Regions from separate parts of the Muntiacus reevesi genome. Here region 2 is linked to region 1. A link is a contact called in public Hi-C data. All regions are on one chromosome and are shown on one strand. The core of a region is the stretch at or near the end of the contact, and the rest is flanking DNA. Distances in the headings are between cores, read along the strand shown.

Evidence for each region. Hi-C and Micro-C count contacts between places; a contact is called where the count stands out from the background.
Region 2: a Hi-C map of muscle shows a contact between it and region 1, with 4 times the contacts expected there. The contact joins the promoter of RASGEF1B here to the promoter of HNRNPD in region 1. A contact is called at or near these places in 2 of 3 Hi-C or Micro-C datasets (blood and muscle).

What each region holds. Positions count from the first base shown.
Region 1 is chr22:19,261,027-19,266,797 of mMunRee1.1, reverse strand. HNRNPD (heterogeneous nuclear ribonucleoprotein D) reads right to left here and starts at 1,406. Exons shown (of 9, transcript XR_010660271.1): 1 at 900-1,406.
Region 2 is chr22:20,107,829-20,114,191 of mMunRee1.1, reverse strand. It overlaps RASGEF1B (RasGEF domain family member 1B), which reads right to left and starts at 2,829. Exons shown (of 14, transcript XM_065914477.1): 1 at 2,694-2,829.

The sequences.
Region 1 (5,771 bases), core at 157-2,656:
AGGTAAATGTACAATCTGTACCAACAGTCGGGGAATCCAATAGCCGAGGGCGCGAAAAAGGTGCGCGGTTAGAATAACTCAGCGGGGTGGGGGAAGGGCAGCCTGCAGGCCAGAGGTAGAACAGCTCCAGTCAGGCGCAGGCCCGCCGACCAGGAACTTCAGGAAAGCCCTGGCAGCAAAACCAACGTACCAACAGGCGATCGGGCAATTTTACCGGGCCCACTGGGTTTCGTAAAGCTAAAAAGTAGGGACTATGTGAGCAAGCCGTTGGGCGATGGTGCATAGAGAAAAAAGGCGAAGATCGAGGCGAAACTTACTCAAAATACTTAAAAAAAAAAAAAAATTCGGCCTGAAGCCGAGACGGGAGAGGAGCAGAGCTGGACAGCCTACACATTCCCCGAAGCATGTGTTTTGAGAAGAAAAGCATCGTCTCGGGATGCTGCAGTGAGAAGCACCCAATAACCCTTAGGTGTCCAGGCATACAAGCTTTTCTGTCTGATTGCGTTTTTTATGCCCAGGACTTTTAAGAAAACTGGGCAGCGAGAAGACATCGGGGCTAGAAAAAAGGTTACCCACTCGACAGGCGGGAAAAAATTCCGGCGGCTAAGTCGGTGGGAGGAGATCCGAGGCGAGGGAGGAAAGGAGGGCGGGCCGGGGAGCAGCATGGTGACGGCTAAAGGTGGAAACGTGTGTGATGGGGGAGGGGGCGATTAGCAGGCTGGGGGGAGAAGGAAATGAAAGCCCCGGGGAGACCAGGATAGAGAAGGGGAGCACAGTGCAGAGGCTGCACGGACGCCTGGAGGACGGGCGGAGAGCGGGAACGAGGCCTAATGGCGGGGGGGTAGGGAGGGGGAGGGGGGATAGTTGGGCCTGACTATCCCGGGCCGCCCCTTACTCACCCTTCATCCTCCTCGTTCTTACTGGCATCGATCTTCGCCCCCTCCGACTCGGCGCTGCTCCCTTCGGTGCCGCCGGCCGCGGTTCCGCCCCCGGTCCCGGCTCCACTTCCCGCCGCCGCCGCTGCCCCCTGCGCCGCCGCCACCATGGCTCCCTCCTGCTCGCCCGCCGAGCCGCCTACCGCCGTTGTTGCCGCCGCCGCCGCCCCGTCCCCTCCGAACTGCTCCTCCGACATGGTGTTACTGCCTCCGCCGCCGCCGAGACTACACCCTCCGCTGCCGCGAACCGAAACCAGCAGCAAAGTAATCCCCGCCGCCACCGCCGCGCGCCCGCTCTACCGCGCGAAGCACACAACAAGGCAGAGAAGGCGCGCGTGGCTGCAAAGGCTCCCGCGCCTCTCCCTGGCCTGCCCCCCTCGCCTCCCACTCTCGCGTGGCGCGCACTCCCGCTCTCGCCCGCTGCACTAAAAAAGAATAAGCAGCGGCGGCCGCTCTTGCCTCCTCCTCGCTTTAATGGCGCCGCCGCGGACCACCTAAAATGGCCGACGGAAGAACGGCGCGTCCCGGTCACGTGACGCGCGAGCGCGCCCTTTGCACCTCCCCCGCCCCCTTTACCGCTAGTTTTCTTCTTCCCCCCCTTCCTCTTCGGTCCCGCCCTCTCGCTCCCTTTTATACCTTCCTCGCACGCGCAGCACCGCGCAGCGTGGGGCCTTTAAAAGGAACCGGAAATGGCGTTCGATAAGACGGCCGCGCGGGGACCATCGAGAACAAGGAGCGCTGTTTCAAAGGCGCGGCTAGAGGGGCCCCTTCCTCCGCCCCCGCTTTTCCGAGAGTTCCTGGGCGACTCTCCCAGCAGCCCCTCCCGCACAGCCCAGCTGCGGGCGGGAGGCGAGGCGTCGGGCCGGGGTGTGGTAGCACCTCCCGGAAGGCAGCTGTGCCCTGTGCGCCTGCGGATTTGGGGTGGGGGAGGGGAGGCGCGCAGCCGGCGGCTCCCTGGGTGGCAGCGGTGCCCGCCAGGAAAGGGAGTCGGCCCAGAGCTCTCGACCCCGTCCCGCGGGCTCCCGGGGACGCCTGGGTGGGGGTGGCCTGAGCGAGGCGCCCCCCGGCTGGCCGCGCGCGGGCACGGACTGCGGCAGCTCCTCCAGCCGCCGTAGTCGCTGGCGACCGGGTGACATTTTGAGGGTTCCCCGGCTGCCCCTGCTTCCCAACCCGTGACGGGCCGGCTGAGGTTGACGATCAGGGCTGCTTGCCTTTTAAGATGTACTTTCCAAATAAGATACTTGCTTGCCTGCTTTTCTTCTGAAATTTTCGCCAGAAGTAGGTAACTTACGTATCCTAAGGGACGGGGTGGTTTTGCTTTGCTATCATTGAGGATCCTGAAACCTGCCACGATTCTTTGAAAATGCTAGGAGTTGGGAAGTGTGTCAAATCAACCAAGGGTTCATTTAATGTTAATGTTATTTAGCATTTGTGCTATAGAGAGTTTATAAATGCTGTGAGTCATCTTTACAAGGTTTCTCGGTGTGTTGTGGACTAGGGGAGTTTTTTTGTTGTTGTTAAACACCGCTCGGAGTGTTATGCTGGTAACAGTCAAGTTCTTTAATAGACCTATGAGAAATCCCAAGCGCCTTGACTGGAAGCTGGTTTATTAGGGCTTTGCGATTTGCAGCTTCTTGCGATTACATCTAGAAGAAGACGAAGATTTTAGGTACTTCTTTAGTCAACAAGTGATTATTTGCATGTTTAGCGTGTGCCTAGGCGCTGGAGAAACGAAGACTAGTGTGAAGTATAGCTAAGAACTCTGAAGAGTTTAAATATTTGTTTTCCATTTTGTAATTAAATGAATTTGTATTAACACCATCCAGAATTCTCAAAGGAAGACTAAAAACTTTTCTTTTCCTTAATAATTAGTCAAGTTAGAAATAGCGTTACAGAATAATTAAAACCCAAGACTACGGATCAATTTCTGAAAACGTCTTAAACATATAATCTTACTGAAATATATTAAGAAGTCATACCCAGGCAATGCCAAGAATATGCATCTTTGATCAGGTGGTAATGACTTCAGGTCCGTCTCCACCTGTCGAAATAGTAGCCAAGGGACTTCCTGCTGGTTCAGTGGTTAAGATGCATTTCCACTGCCGCGGGTGGTGGGGGAGGGGGTGTGGAATTAAATTCCTAGTCAGAGAGCTAAAATCCCAGATGCCCAGCCATATGGGCCAAAAAAATAAAAGTAGCCAAGAAGAAAGTGAGTCTTGTGCTCAAACCAAATATTCCAATTTAGAGATGACTAAGAAGATGATCTGAAGGGGGTGTCTTTTGAATCTCTTCTGTCTAAAAGAGAGGATTCTTTTGCTCTTCAGACAACTTAATCACGTGCCTGCCTTTTATTAAAAACTCCCAAAAGGTTTATTTTAATTCACACATAGCCCTGTCGCTTCTGGACTTCTTGGTGGTTTAGTTGCTAAGTGGTGTCTGACTCGTGATCCCATGGACTTGTAGCCCGCAAGGCTGCTTTGTCCGTGGGATTCTCCAGGCAAGAATACTGGAGTGGGTTTCCATTTCCTTCTCAAGGAGTTCTTGGCAGTTTATATTAAAAATTCCAGGAAACCTAGGAGTGATTTTAAAGCTAACACTTTTACTATGTGTTATGTGAGTATATATGATGCCTTAGAACTCATATCCCTACGTATTGTGGTCCAGATCTCTGCATCTTATGCTCCCACATCCACCCAACATTCCTCTTAGAACTCATTTAACTTCAACCCTAGTTCTCTAATGTTCGTTATCTGCCTAGTAAAACTCCTATTTGTCCTTCAAAACTCCAATTAAATGTTTCTACTTCTGTGAATCCTTCCCAGACTACCTGAGGTAGAATTAATCATATATTGTCACAATCTTTATCTTTTCTTCTGTTTTTCTAAATATGTGATTTTACTAGACCTTGAGTTTCTGGAAAGTAAAGATATGTGTTCTAAACATCCTTCCTCCCTTATGCCCATATGCACACATAGTAAACTCACTGCTGGTTGAATTATTGAATGACAACTTAGCTTTAGGATGTTTTGAGTAAACTAGGTATTCTTCCAGAGATTTAAAAGTCTCTTACTACCATCTCACTGGTTTTTCCAGTGGTCATGTATGAATGTGAAAGTTGGACTATAAAGAAAACTGAGCACCAAAGAATTGATGCTTTTGAACTGTGGTGTTGGAGAAGACTCTTGAGACCCCCTTGGACTGCAAGGAGATCCAACCAGTCCATCCTAAAGGAGATCAGTCCTGGGTGTTCATTGATAGGACTGATGTTGCAGCTGAAACTCCAATATTTTGGCCACCTCATGCAAAGAACTGACTCATTTGAAAAGACCCTGTATATAAATAGATAATTTTTTTTTTTTTTAATGTAAAGACCCTGATGCTGGGAAAGATTGAAGGCAGGAGGAGAAGGGGACGACAGAGGATGAGATGGTTGGATGGCATCACCAACTCAGTGGACATGGGTTTGGGTGAACTCCGGGAGTTGGTGATAAACAGGGAGGCCTGGCGTGCTGCGGTTCATGGGGTTGCAAAGAGTCGGACACGCCTGAGCAACTGAACTGAACCATCTCACTTAATCTCTGCCATAAAATCATTTCCTCAAACCACTTGCTGATGTGTGAAATTTCTTTTTTTTTTTTTCTGACGTGTGACATTTCTTAAGAGGGAAAAACCAAATTTGTATTCTATAGTCATTGGTAAGAGTTTAATATTTAAGTGGCTGAAGATTGTGTACTGGCAGTATGTTAGACTGGTGCCAACCCTGCGGAAAACTAGTATCCCCTCTCCGTGTTGACATCAGAAATTCCATGCCTCAGGAGGTTCCCAGTGTTTCAGATAACACACAAATGCTAGAGCCTGGTTGCAATCAGCATTTATGAAGCAAAACCTGCAGTACTTATGAAAGGCAGAGTTCATTTGAGATTTTAAACAAATCACTTTTGTCCAGAACAGGATATACACACTTAAGTCAAGAAATCAGTTTTAATGTAATAAATACACTCTACAGTTTAGGATTCCATGTTTTCACCACCCTGGCCCAGGTTCAGTTCCTGGCAGGAAACAGATCCTGCAAGCTGTGTGGCATGGCCAAAAAATTTTAAAAATAAATAAGTACACTCTACAAATGGAGTAAGCAAATTTGTGCTTAGAAGTGGAATACACATTCCATTCAACAACCTAGAATAAACTGTCCAGAAGAAAATGCAAGAAGAACCTGTTTCTCATGCAAGGTACACAGTTGAGCCTCTTCTGCATCCATGTTAAACTCACTTGCAGGACAGCCTCAGGAGGATTTAAGCTTTTTCTTAAAGAATTAGCTTATGATTTTAGGTGAAGTAACCATTTGCCAAAAAAGTGAACATTCGCAATCATCATTCTTAGTTACCAGGAAGCTCTTTCACTTAGAAAAAATAGAGTCCCTGTCATTGTGAACTGTCAGATTTTAACAAGTCTGTCATAGAGTTTGAGTTATGCTTGACCACAGAGATGTCAGTAGGGTGCCTTTTAATTCAGTTAAAACCTAGCTCAAAAAAGATTCAAACAATTTAAAAAATTAATTATCCCATATCCAACTGCCTACTTAACTTCTACACCTGGTTGTCCCACAGGCATCTCAAGGTTTAGGTGTACAAAACTGAGCTCACCCTCCCTACAAATCAGCTTCTTTGGTCTTCCTCCTCGTCTTGGTAACTGATGCTTCCACCCACTGGTGAGTTCCTGACAAAAATCAGGGAATCCTTGATACCACCCCCACCTTCACCGTGCATCTCCAATCAGTCACCAACTCCTACCTCCAAAATATGTCTTCATTCATCAAAATGCTTCTTAGAACATTGA
Region 2 (6,363 bases), core at 1,580-4,079, 850 kb before region 1:
TGTTAGGGCTCCAGACTGATTAGAACCCTAGTCTCTATTTCCAAGGCAGAAACTGCCTACAGCACTTGGCTACATCTGTCATTCTAGAATAAGAGGGCTGCACAAATCTAATTTTTATCAATTTAACTGCAAACCCAAAAGTACAACTGAAGGGGAGGTAACATCTGAATTCAACCACTAAAGACAAAAACCTCATCAATCTTAAGCAGTATTTTCAATAGTACAGTTTGTCTCCTTACGACTACATGAAATGTTATAATGGCTTTTCCATTTATTATCTGTGGCATCAGAATCAAGATTCTAAGTCCCCACTTTAGAGATTCCAGATTCTTCTCCCAAGGAAGGGAAGATACCCTTATTTCCTCATCTCCTGTCCAAGCAGATACTCTCTCTGGGGTCATCCGAATGCTCCTCCAAAGTCCGATTCTTCCAGGCCACCTCTGGAGGCTGATGAAGTTGAACCCACCTTTACCTGTGCTGTATTAGGTACCTTACCAACATAGACCATCGCCTAGCTTTGCCCTTTCAATTTTCTTAACCATTTCTCTTTTCTCCTAGAGTGGTGTTATTTGATTTTTTTTTTTTTTTTTTTGGTCTATTGTAGCTTATTAGCTAGTAGGTAATTTTAGACTGTAAGAATGCAGTGTTAGTAATAATATGAGAAATGTGAATTATGATAAATAATATTTAAATATTTAATATATGGATGAGAATAAATTAAATTTAGAAAACAATAAATATAAATGGTTTATGAGTTTCTATTCCAAAAGTCAGTATGATCTCAAGCATCAGATTAAGTGTCTAGTGGAGCATATAAAATAGAGCAAGACTGAAAATGCACCAAGGGTGAGATAAATTGTAAGACTTTAATAGTCCATTAGACCACTGTAAAGTACTAGACTTAGTAGCCAGAAATGTTGCCACCTCTAGGAAAACAAAGGATTGACCAACATGTAGTAGCAGAATGCCAACAAGAAGCTTGCTAATCAGTAGCTGATCATCTCCACTTTTTGCCTGAAAGGCATAACAGAGCATCAACTATGAACCCTGATTTCTGTCAAAAATGCCCCAGGTCCTCCCTGACCCAACCCCCACCCTCCTCCTCCCCCAAATAAAATAACCATTAATAATAGGATCCAACAAGCTGCCACACTTTTTAATCTGTTACGAAAATCTCAACAGCCAAGCATTTTTATTTTTATTTCCTTTTAGAAGTCACTTCTACATTTGTCCTAAACCTCACCTGACTAGTTGTTTTCCTCCCAAATCTCTGATCAGGCATATACTCTGGTGAACTGTAACCTCCCTGTTTCTTAGCCTAGGCTTATCACCATGGTCTATGTTTTAAATTAAGACACAGCCATCACATGCTAAGCTCTAGCCGCTGTCTTCAGAAGGAAAGAATAATTATTCACCCCATCTGAGTCTGACTGTACCAGACATTAATCAAGAGGGCAAAAGCCTGATCCCTGAACTCTTCCCCTTTATGCACCCAGTTCAGAGACCCTCCCAGGCCATCAGAGATCATCGAGGTCTAAATATAGATCTACGCGCTCCAGCAGTCCCTGACCACCGTCACATGGTGCTGCTGACGAAGGACTCCTTGGAGACGCTTTCGACCCAAACACACGTACACAAATTTGTGTGCATATCTATCCATATACACTATACCCACCGAATTGGTTAGCAAAGATGGGCATATCCATCCACTCAGAAAAGAGGGTCGCTCCCTAGAGATGCCCTCTTGGTACACTTGCGCCTCTCTGCACTGTCAGAGGACTTAGCTACGTTGCTCTCGACTGACCTGCGCGGATCACGTTGGGGTAAGGTGGGAATCAATACTCCAGTGGTACGTAGACAGACAGACACACCCACGTACCCTCCAGCCCCCCTGTTCGGCTTTTTCTCAGGAACAGCACTGAAGTTTCCACGGTTCCCCCAGAAAGGAGCCTCCCTCCCGCCAGCAGCCCGCGAGGCTCCCAGGTACCCACAGTTCAGATTACTATCTCCCAGCCAGGTGACCCGAGACGACTCACCTGAGCTCAGGCAAGAGCAAGGGGACACTCTGTCCCAAGTAGCCAGCTAAACGGAGGAATTAAAGAATATCACCGTGTCAGTGGTGAGCACATGACTTCTGTTCCCTTGTCTCTTCTAAGAGTCAGACCTTAGATTTTAAGGCTCCGACACCAATAATAAACAGCACCCCTCCCCCCCCCACCCACGCACGAAAAGTAGCCAAGAAGTAGAAGGAAACAACCTAGGAAGGGAGAAGAGGATGAAGAAAGGATGAACAGCGACTAGGACTCGGACAGATCCTTAAAAACTGTACCAAGATCTCGAGACAGAAGGCCTGGCTGTGGGATCCGGTTGAGAGAAACCAGGCAAAAACCTAAGCCTGTCCCTTCCTGGACCCCATCGGCTTGGGTCCCGCACCTGTTGACACCGTGACCGCTCCCAGGGTGGCCCCAGACGCCCTCGGCGGCCAGGCAGGAGAACTCCCCACTCCACTCGCTTTTGCGGAACGCTCTGCACCAAGAGCCCTCGCTCGCCTGGCTCTCCCGCCGCCTCCAGGGGCACCGACGGCCGGAGCGAGTCCGAGAGACTGGGAGAGGGCAGCGCGCAGCAGGGTCGCGCGTTCCCGCAGCCCGGCTCTGGTTTCGCCCGGGAGAACTACTGATCAGGAAACCACTCACCTGCAGATGGACCCCGCGTCCTCGGCTTTCCGATTGTGTGCCCACCAACGCAACCAAAGGACAGGGAGCGAAAGCGCGCGGGAAGAAAGGGGGGGAAAAAAACACCCAACTCTGTCCAACCAGTCCGGTGCCTTGTTTATACTGAAACTACGGCCGCGGCCGGGGCGCACACCCACTTGGCTCCGAGGGCCCGCCCCCGCCGGCAGCCCCGCCCCGCGCCCGTCCTCACGGGCCAATCACGGCGAAGATCCCCGCCCACTCCGCCACCGCCCCCGGCGCCCGGGCCCCGCCCACGCGTCCCCAGGGGCCCGGGACTCCAGCAGCGAGGTTGCCTCGGTGACCTCCCACGCTGCGGAGGCCGGCGGAGCCCGGCGCCGCAGTGTTTACCGACGCTGGTTCGGCTCGCTCGGACGGCGTGCGCTTCCTCCCAAGTGCACCTGCCGAAGGCTGTTTGTGCAGTCATGTGTGTGCCTGTGTGTGTTCGTCTACTTGTGTAAATACCGGCCCGACTTGTTATACCGTCTCTGTTAACATAATTATGAGCTAGAGGTTACTGTCCGTGTAACTTTCAGAAGAGAGCGGAGAGAAACCACAAGAACATTCGCTCAGCAAATATTTACGGAAAGCCTGAGTGCTAGAGTTGTGCCAAACGCTGGGGGCACACTCCGGGTTGGTCCCTGCCATTATGAAGCTTACAGTCTAGTGGAGGACAAACATTCAGAAAATCGTCACCCGAACAAAACGTAAAATTGAGGCTGTTACAAGTGCCAGAATGAAAGGGAACTGTGCTGTGAAATAGGATTCTGGAGGCAAATGTCTTGCTGTCATGGTAACCTCATACTTTATCATTGGATACTTGATAACTATTTTAGAAAAAGAGGTAAAACCCCCAGTACTTCGCCTTGTATGAAGAAAAAGAGCCTGGAGGGAAGAAAAGATGAAAAATAGGGGAAGGAAGAGATGCAAGAAAAGAACAAAATCTTAAAGCATCAGGAGATACTTGTGTATGTATGGCTGAGTCCCTTTCTGTCTACCTGAAACTATTGCAACATTGTTAATTGGCTATATGAAGTGAAGTGAAGTGAAAGTAGCTCAGTCCCGTCTACTCTTTGCCACCCCATGGACTGTAGCTTGCCAGGCTCCTCTGTCCATGAAATTCTCCAGGTCAGAGTACTAGAGTGGGTAGCCATTCCCTTCTCCAGGGCACCTTCCTAACCCAGGGATCAAACCCAGGTCTCGATTGCAGGCGGTAGGCAAGGAGGGTTCAGCTGAGAACTGGGCCTAGAGGCATGGCCAGGGTAAGATACAGGGAACGCCACCTGTGGATGGGGAAGCAGGCACGGGGGTGCCCCTCAGACACATGGCTCCAGTCTGAGCCACCAGGGAAACCGAATTGGCTACATGCTCCAATACAATATAAAAAGCTAAAACACACACACACACACATCAACAGACTCTCTTGCCTGCTATGTGACCTTGGATAAGTAAAGCAGCTTTTCTGAGCTTCCGTTTTCCCATGTATAAAACAACACTATTCATACCTGGCCTATAGGACTATAAATAGGATTACTGGGATGGAGGAACTTTTTTTGTCTCTGTGCCATCTTCCCTCCCTCCCTCTTCCTTCCTGGGATGGAAACAGTGCTCTTGAAGTTCACCTTGCCTATGCTTAGTTCATCCCTCCCCTCAGCTTCTTCATCGGTGCCTTCTGGGGCTTCTCTTTCACTAATTATACTCCATCCGTCTCTTCTACAAATGGGTCTCCCCCACCTTCCCACCCCCCTCCACTCCCATCCCCCCCTCCTCCAGGAAGCCACTCTCACGTATCTGAGCTTCTCTACAGTTTAAAGAAGGAGCCATAAGGCCAAGACATCTTGGCATGGCCAGGTAGCTATTCCGAGTAAAGCACCAGGCTTGGGTGGCCCAGCTCTGTTGTGGTTGTGCTGGTTGGCTAGTCTTTCGAGCTCAGTTCTCCACCCTGATTCTGTGGCAAACAAGCCATAAGAGGTTGGGCAAGTCATTTCCAATCTTGAGGTTCCTGCTCCTGTAGCAATAAATAAGAGTTGGACTAAATCATGATTTCTTAATGGAAGTGTTCGGCATCCTTTGTAGCCTCCGGATATACCCACCAGCCCAAAAGATTTGCCTAGTTTTACATTCTGCAGTTTTTCTTTCTTCCATCCAAATAAAAGATGTTTGTTTTAATTTCTCAAAAATCTAAAATAGATACTATGATACTATTGATTCGGTGCTTTTCCAAACCACATTCCTGCTCCCCATTCTGGCTCATCCCCCCAGGCCTCTTCCAGCTCTCTGTGTGAGAGTAACACATAAGGACACTGCTCCAGAGTTAGGGGGCTCAAACTCTAATCCTCTGTCTCTTAGCCAGCGATCAAGCTTTAGAAAAGGCAAGGAAGGATTCTTGAGGCCCAGCTGACCCATCTAAAAAATAGCAGTCATGCTTTATAAAAGCAAATTCTTCATGGAACGAGATGAAAAGGGATAACATAAAATGAGCTTGGAAAAGCATCCCTTTGAGAAGCCTTATCTGACCTCATTATTATTTTTTAAATTCATTTTACTATTTATTTAATGCTTCCCAGGTGGCGCTAGTGGTAAAGAATCCAGTGCCAATGCAGTAGACATTAGAGACCTAGGTTTGATCTCTGGGTGGGGAAGATCTCCTGGAGAAGGGAATGGCAACCCACTCCAGTATTCTTGCCTGGAAAATCCCACGGACAGAGAAGCCTAGTGGGCTATAGACCGTGAACCCGACTGAGCACACATACACACAGTGCCAGGTCTCAGTTGTGGCATGCAGGATCTTTAGCTGCAGTACGTGGGATCTTATTTGCACCACGTGGGATCTAGTTCGCTGACTAGTGATCCAGTCTGGGTCCCCTGCATTGGGAGAGTGGAATCTTAGCCGCTGCACCACCAGGGAAGTCCCCTGATCTCCCTATTTAAAACTGTAATCACCCCCCATCCATCTTATCCTTCTCTGTTTTGTTATTTCTTCCATAGCACTTTCTACCATTTAACATACTGTCTATTTTACTTATTAGTGTTTGCCTCCCTCCCTTCATTAGAATATAAGTTCCATAAGAGCCACGTTTGTGGTTTGTTGTTGTAGTTGTGGTCTTTCTGCTGTTTCCAACGTCTAGAACAGTGTCTAACACACAATAAACACTATCTATATGTTGGTTGAATGAATGAATGCCTTGCCAATGGTAGATAATAGCTTTTATGAGTATGTATTTAATTATTTTCTATCATGAAAAGATATTCTTTCCATCCTTTACTTGTTATAGTTTTTTTCTGGTCTTTGGACTCCATTAGCTCAGTTCTTGTCTCTGACATGTTGGTAAGCTCAGTAATGTTGGCCAAGTTGATGCAGATAAACCCCTGCTGAGTAGGACCTCACTTGGGTAATAAAAACAGCCACCTGTATTGAGCTTCTGCTATGTGGCCAGCTCTGTGCTGAACATTATTTTTCCTTCCCTTCCCTTTGGACCTGAAGCTCACAAAATTAGAACAGTCGTCACGACTGATTCATGTCCCACATTCCTCCTTTTATTTCACTCTCTTTCATTTCCCATCTAAGACCCCACTTCTCACCCAAAGCCACTTACTCCTTCTTACAGATGTGGTGCAGATGTTTGGATCTGCC